Linked DNA regions of Hordeum vulgare: region 2 is linked to region 1. Evidence: chromatin contacts called from public Hi-C data. All regions are on one chromosome and are shown on one strand. The core of a region is the stretch at or near the end of the contact, and the rest is flanking DNA. Distances in the headings are between cores, read along the strand shown. Region 1 has its middle 5.4 kb from the start of LOC123439638. Region 2 has its middle 160 kb from the start of LOC123439638.

Region 1 (3,916 bases), core at 117-2,616:
GTGATGATGCAATTGCTAATCCCATAGCTTAGCTACCACTTGTTTTCGGTCCTAAGATGGCAAGCATTGGCACTGTTATTATTAAACAGGAAAGCACAACCGATTGCAGTTATGTTGAGGATAACGACGGGATTGCAAACATTGAACTTGAAAGCAATGAACAAGTGGGAGTTAGGGTTAGGCCAAGAGGAAAGAAGGACGAAACTGGTGAAAAAGAGGATTGGCACAATGATGATGATTCTGATGATAGTGACTATTTGTCGGAAATAGTGGACAATGACTTTGACATGGAGGCTGGGATGAGGACTCGCGCAAGATCAATTGTGTTATGTCAGTGACAAGAAAGGCAAGCAGGTTGTAGAAGATTGTAACGCTGCAGATGAAAAACAAGAAGCTCCAGATTCAGATGAATATGAAATGAAGTTCAATTTCAAAGCCTTTTCACCAGAAGATATGCATGACCCTAAATTTCATGTGGGGCAGTTGTTCTCATCGGTTGATCTTCTCAGAATGGGAATTGGAGAAATGGTGTTACGGAGAGAGTGGACATCACATTTCCGAAGATTGACCGAACAAGGCTTGGAGCTAAGTGTACAGAGCATGGATGCCCCTGGTATATGTATGCATCTTTGGACAATAGGACCATTTCAGTTATGGTGAAGACATTTAATGGTGTTCATAACTGTAGCAAGAAGTGGCACTAACATCAAACAACCTTGCCCAGAACAAGAGTGAATATGTATTACTATGTATGAACTGCGACCTTCACATCGCGTCAATTGCTCAGCTCCAACGATTGAACTGGATCCACTAGTGGAAACACTTCAATTTCACGGACACCTACAGAACACAGGTGCACTTCTCTGGAGTTCACAAACACAGCCACAGGTCATGAAGTGGGCACGCGACCTGGATGCACACTTCGGACGGAAGGACGCTTGATGACGACCAGGTGTGCGTCCGACGTCACCACATCACTGCCATCTCCGACCACCGTCGCCATCAGCACCTGCCTGTCTCCTCCATCACAACCATGGAGGGCGTCTGCGTGAGGAGCAGTTGCCCCGTCACCAGACGGAGACATGGTTCTCCCCGCCGCCACAATCCCTGCTGAAACCATTGCCGAAGCAAGCTGCGCCTCCGGACACCGGGCGCGACGGGAGGGGACAAGGGCGACTGGGATGCCACCGATGATGGGAGGGAGAGGCGCGATGGGAAGTGAAGAGGCGCTGATGCAGCCGCCGTCGCCGTTGACCGAACTGTCCGTCGCGCTCGCGCTGGCGGCACCCATCGTTCTCGATGCGGGGGTGTGAGGATGCGGGAGTGGGGTGGATTGCGATTTGGGGATTTTGACCAGGGGAGACGATCGACTTGTTTTTACTGCGGGGCCTCTATGTCGACGTGGCAGACATGGCCGTATGCCCAGGACTGGTTGTGTTAGAATTTAATTAATTATGTAATTAGTTAAGTAATTTCTACTACCTCCGTCCAAGTATATAGGGCATGCGTTTAGTTCTAGGTTATCAATTTAACTAATTTAATATATATTATATGCGATAAAAATTATATATTCAGGAACTACATCCCCACATGAATCTAATGGTATGTTATTTATTACATATAATACATATTTAAATAGTTAAATTAACAATCTAGAACTACGCGTATGCCCTATACACCTAGACAAAGGGAGTACTTGTAACCGCACGTGGATCCCTCCCACGATGCGGAACCGACATATCCTTCCTGAAGCGTCGCCTTCAGGAACCGCCTTTCCCCTGGCATATAAGTGTTCATCATCAAGGAATAAAACATACAGTTGATTCATTTGCATCTCCCTCTCGTTTAGATTACAACACGTTATCACCACTGCTCTTCCAGAGCGCTTTCGACGAGATCGAGGAGATAGACAGGAAGAAAGAAAAGCTTTCTACGGGGACAATCCGATGAAAGAGGAATTATGCCTTGTGGACAGTGCTACCACAAACTCCATACTGAAGTAGTTGAAATATTTTCAGACTCTGAAAAAGATGAATGAAGATATTTTGACAATCGCTGGACGCGATACAGTAATTGTTGGCACTGGACGTGCCATATTTACCCTCCCAGGTGGTACACAAGTGACAATTGAGGATGCCTTGCTGTATCCCGATTCATCCCGTACCCTCATCAGTTTTCGAGATATCCGTAAAAATGGTTTTCACATTGAAACTCATGATGACAACAACGAAGAGTTTCTACTCTTTACAAAAGATTACGGATATGGCAAGCAAGTACTTGAAAAAATTCCTTCGCTATCGTCCGGACTGTACTGTACGTACATCAAGCCCGTAGAACATGTTGCTTACAAGGTAATTTTTCAGAATGTTAATGCATTTCAAACTTGGCATGATCGCCTTGGTCACCCCAGTGTTGGGATGATGAGGAAAATTACTAGCAATTCAATTGGTCATAATTTGCTTGAGTCAAAGTTTCCTCAGTCATCAGACTTTGTGTGCGCATCCTGCGCCACAGGGAAACTAATTCTGAGGCCATCAACCTTAAAATACAAGCTGAACCACTTCAGTTCCTTGAACGCATTCAAGGTGACATTTGTGGTCCTATCCAACCATTATCTGGACCATTTCGGTATTTCATGGTTCTGATTGATGCATCTACACGATGGTCACACGTGTGCCTTCTATCCACACGAAACCATGCATTTCCCAAGATAATGCGGGAAGTAATTAAGTTACAGGCCCATTATCCAGAAAGTCGGATTAAATCAATTCGCATGGACAATGCTGCAGAATTCTCTTCACGTGCTTTCAATGACTATTGCATGGCCTTGGGGATAGAAGTTCAGCACTCTGTCCCATACGTCCATACTTAAAATGGTTTGGCCGAATCTCTAATTAAAAGGATCAAACTCATTGCAAGACCTTTGTTAATGAATTGCAGCTTGCCAACTTCGTGTTGGGGTCATGCAATTTTACACGCCGCTGACTTAATCCAATTGCGACCTACTGCATATCACAGTACTTCCCCTCTGCAATTGGTACGTGGAAATCCTCCCAGCATTTCCCATCTGCGTAAGTTCGGATGTGCTACGTACGTCCCAATCTCACCACCACAGCGGACATCCATGGACCCACACAGGAAACTTGGGATCTATGTGGGGTACAAATCACCGTCGATTATCAAGTACCTGGAACCCCTTACTGGAGATCTATTCACAGCCCGTCACGCTGATTGCATTTTTGACGAGGAACATTTTGCGGCATTAGGGGGAGATTTCAAGTACCAGAAAGAATGCCCGGAAATTGATTGGAATGCCATTGCCATTTCAACCTCTGATCCACGTACTCAAGAGACCGAACTACAAGTTCGGAAAATTATCAATTTGCAACATCTTGCAAATAATCTGCCATATTCATTTACTGATCTAAAAGGTGTTACAAAATCCTTGATTCCAGCCAGGAATGCGCTCGAAAGAGTGGAGGTACCAACTAAAACCACTCAACTCCCTGTTCCTAAAAAGAGAGGGAGTAGTACGGCCTCTGACCCGGAACCTGCTTTTCGCAAGCAGCAAAGGAGAGAGAGGAGAAAATCTTCAAAATCAGTAAATGCAAGTCAACTCAACGTTGATGAACACCTTATGGGTAGTTTACACCCAGTGGAAGGGCAACCTTCACAACCCAGCTCCAGTGTGCACAAACTAGCTGGAACATCGGAACACCTAGACTCAATCGTATTGGGAAATAACGAAGAGTCTCTAGGGGTGCAAGAAATTTCCATCAACTATGTTGATTCTGGAGAATCATTTGACCGCAAGTCTACGACTGTCGACATATATTTTGCTGAAAAGATTGCAGATATCCTTATCACTGATCATGATCCAAAGTCTATCGTCGAGTGCCAAAGGCACTCCGACTGG
Region 2 (3,771 bases), core at 36-2,535, 160 kb before region 1:
CCAAGAAGTTGATATGGAAGTACTCATATTTGAACCTCTTCTTGAACAGAAAAGCAGTTGAACCTTCAGTTACCTTGGGATTCACACCGCAGATAATATGAAGTTCATAGTCCACCTAACATGGCAGCATAAATGATTGTGGATCACTTTGAATCCTGTTACACATTTAAATAAATGGATAAAGAAAAGAAGCAAATGTACCAACCCCTTTCTGCTGAGAAAATTTATTCAGTGCAGCATTGACCTTTCTGACATAGAAATCTTGGTCAGCCTTAAATTTTCTTCGAATTGCTGGAATTAATTTTTTCTGGTTTTCGTTTAAGATCTCTGAGCATGACGATACTTCATTCAGTAACAGAGTGTGCTCCTTTGACTTAGTAGATGAAGATTTGGACACAAGCATAGCGAGGTGCTCAACTGTGGAGTCATTAAGTGTTTGAGTCAGCATATGCGACAACTTGGTGGGCTCAATGTCCAGGGACAATGTGGTGAATTTCACTAGTGCATCAGGGTCAGAGTGCCATGAATCAACCGCAGCTTTCTTATAGGCATCAAGGTCAGTACCGCCGATAAGGAAACCAGACTGTTCTACCATCTCCATGGCTAACCGTAAGTTCACATTGGCCAAAAGAAGGTGCCAGAGAGCATCATGCTCCGAGAGAGAACTGAAGCGAGCACGGAGGAAGGCGACGATGCCATAGAGGGAGCAGCACTCAATGCGCATAAGGGTCCTTGTGCATATCATGTCCACCTGAAAGTCAAACTCGAAATCTTGGTGCATGGGGAATGCAGTGCCATACCAAATGGTGTTGAAGATGATGTTCGAGACAGGATCCATGGGGCCATAGCAGTAGCCGCCCTTGATGAGGCTGCAGTAATGAAGCTTGCGTAGGCCATCCCTAGGCAGCCGGGCGAGTGCCTCTAGGTAGAAACCATGGATCTTGCCGAGGAGCAGTAGCTTCAAAGTCTGTGTATGTCTGAATGTTCCATGCATACCCGGCTTCCACTCCACAGATTCTGTGTTCCTGGGTGTCAGCTCACCCCTCTTTCTCTTCTTCTTTCTATCGGCACCAAGAGAAATCGAGGCCCTGAGCAGCCTGGCAAGGAGCTTGACAGCTGCAGGGGGTAAGCAGCATCGTGCCCCAAGAATCTTGGACACCTTGACCGGCGGAGACATCAATGACAGCGAGACGCCCACCAGGACGGCTGGTTTGGGATGCCTCGCGGACAGGCCGGGCAGCACACTCCAGGGCTATTTTGGTGGTAGGTGAGATGATACTGAACACGGGCTCGTCGGGGCTCCTGTTACGGTCTTGCTCGATGAACCCTACAGCGCCGGGGAGGTCGCATCCGGCCAGGCGCAGGTAGCGCAGTGCTTCTCTTTTCTCCAAGTAACGGTACTGAAAGCAAAGGAAGCTGACAAGACCCTCCAGCGACCGCCGTGCCACGGTCATGGAGTCGACACTGTCTGGGGACAGCGGCATCTGAAAGATTCGTCCATCTTTTGTGTTGGTCCTCACCTTAGAGATGATTTCCTCTTCTTCCTCCATTTCGTCCTCGGAGCTTGGCGTGTAGGAGATGGTGTTGGCGATGATGTTGGAGACCGGGTCAAGGAAACCGAAGCAAACGCCGGCCTTGAGCAGGCGCGTGGTCAGCGAGGGTATACTCTCCGCCGGCAGCCGATCGAGCGCCGACTCGTAGAATCCGTGGATGCGATCTAGCAAGATGCATATGTCCTGCATAACGCTCTGACGCGTAACACCATCAGGACAATATTCGCCGATTCGGCGGAGAGGCTTGCCATGCATGTCGGCAGACGAACTTGCTCTTTCTCTCCGGCCTCCGGGCTCTGGCGATGGGGGCTTTGGCGGCGAGGGAAGGAGCGACGGCAGACGCACTTGCTCTTTCTCTCCGGCCTCCGGCGATGGGGGGTTACTTGGGGTAGGGTGGCTGGGCGTGGGGATGGGATGGGGGGCGGCGGCGGCGGGATTCCTATTTTATTTTCCGAGAAATTAGATGTTTTATCCACTTTATTACTTTTCAATTTGATAATTATACCCTCATGAAAGGCTGCCGGGTGGAGCCGGGTCCACTAATCATTGGGATAACCATGAAAGAAATCATCTACGGAGTAACTCCTTGTAAAATGAGACAAATCAATAAATTTCCCCCTATTTTCCACCAGTATTTTGACCGGAAGGAGACCCTATACATCTCGTGATAGCTATTACTCCCTTCGTCCGAAAATACTTGTCCTAGAAATAGATGTATCTAGACTTATTTTAATTATAGATACATCCACTTTATACATTTTTAGGACAAGTATTTCCGAACGGAGGGAGTATTTAGCTGGGTCGGGCCGAGCTTTCTTAAGCATCCCCACGAGTAATCACATCGTAAAAATGAATTCCTTAAAAAACATAAAAAACGAGTTTTGTATTTGAAAAAGAAGGATTGTCTCCGGTAAAACAACATAAAAAGGAGCGACCGCTAAAAAAAAGTTGCTACAAATCAACCGAGCTGACGACAGCCATGCAGCACCTGTATGAAAGTCAATACCATCCTGGTTGATTTTTTGAAAACATCAGTCACGTCTTGGGTCGTTGGATGAGACCCTCGCGAATCGTCCGATTGATCAACGTAGAAAGATGACAAAGCGGCAGACGCGTCCTCTATCCATGAACTGCCCTTTGCACTGCAGCTCCGTCGACCATCGGTGTGTTGCTCTGCGCTCCACCGGCCGGCATGCAGCGACACCCCCGCTGCACCGCAGCTCCGCCGTCCACCGACGTGTTGCACTGCAGCTCCACTGCCCCAGCATGTCGTGCCACATACGCTGCACTGTAGCTCCATCGCCGCCCACGTGTTGCGCGCCCAGGCTCCCCCATATGCATCCCGTATTTAGGCTGGAAATGAGGGTTGTCGGTTAGCTCAGGCGTTTGAGACCCGGTCTAAAAGGCCTATCTGGATTGAGTTTTTATGACCGGGCACTGATCGGACGAACAACCCAGACGTTTAAGGAGGGCTTAAGGGATCTGATTGTAGTTGATCTAAGGTTGCACAAGAAAGCGGCATGTGGGGCCCAAAGCAACATAGGGAGTTGTTACCCTTATGTCTCGCATTGAACGACACAGTACAAACCCACGCTGAACGGTGCCGCAAGTTGGGTCGGCCAGGCGCGTAAAAATTTACAGCCTCATTTTTTATTTTATTTTGTTTTCCATGGTTTTTATTTTCATTTTGCTATCTTTTTTACTTTCTATATACTCAATTTCCTATAAATAAATATATTACAAAAATCACTCTACTTAAAATAATTGAAAATGTTGACTAATCATTTAAAAATGTTAAATGTGTATAAAAAAATATTCAAAAATAAAAGTTTTATTAAAAAAATGATAAAGTATTTTAAAATCATAATCAATAATTAGAAAAAAAATGTTAAACAAATGTTTTAAAAATGTTAATCAAGAATTTCGAAAATACCAGATGTATATAGAAAAAAATGTTAACCAAGTATTAAAAATGATGACAAAATTTGATCGTGTGTATAACTATAATCAAGAATTTCCAAAAATGTTTAACAAATGTTTGAAATTTTTAATCAAGCATTTGAAAAATATGAAATGTGTATAGAAAAAATGTTTACCATGTATTAAAAAATTAGATCATGCATTTAAAAAATGTTGAACAATTATTTGGAGATATTAATCGAGAATTTGTAAAATGTTAAAAGTGTATAGAAAAACTGTTGACCATGTGTTCAGAAAA

The links. Hi-C and Micro-C count contacts between places; a contact is called where the count stands out from the background.
Region 2: a Hi-C map of leaf shows a contact between it and region 1, with 8 times the contacts expected there. The contact joins two enhancer-like sites. A contact is called at or near these places in 1 of 6 Hi-C or Micro-C datasets (leaf) and 1 of 1 datasets of contacts at active chromatin or transcription factors (embryo).

Annotation. Positions count from the first base shown.
Region 1 is chr3H:114,178,116-114,182,031 of MorexV3_pseudomolecules_assembly, reverse strand. No RefSeq gene overlaps it. Among protein-coding and RNA genes, the nearest start is that of LOC123439638, 5.4 kb to the right of the region's middle. Within about 2 kb of position 1,366, at least 2 of the 3 cell types and tissues checked have open chromatin away from gene starts, as enhancers often do. A contact at or near this core is called in leaf, where this site is marked.
Region 2 is chr3H:114,337,500-114,341,270 of MorexV3_pseudomolecules_assembly, reverse strand. It overlaps the pseudogene LOC123439639. Among protein-coding and RNA genes, the nearest start is that of LOC123439638, 160 kb to the right of the region's middle. Within about 2 kb of position 1,285, at least 1 of the 3 cell types and tissues checked has open chromatin away from gene starts, as enhancers often do. A contact at or near this core is called in leaf, where this site is marked.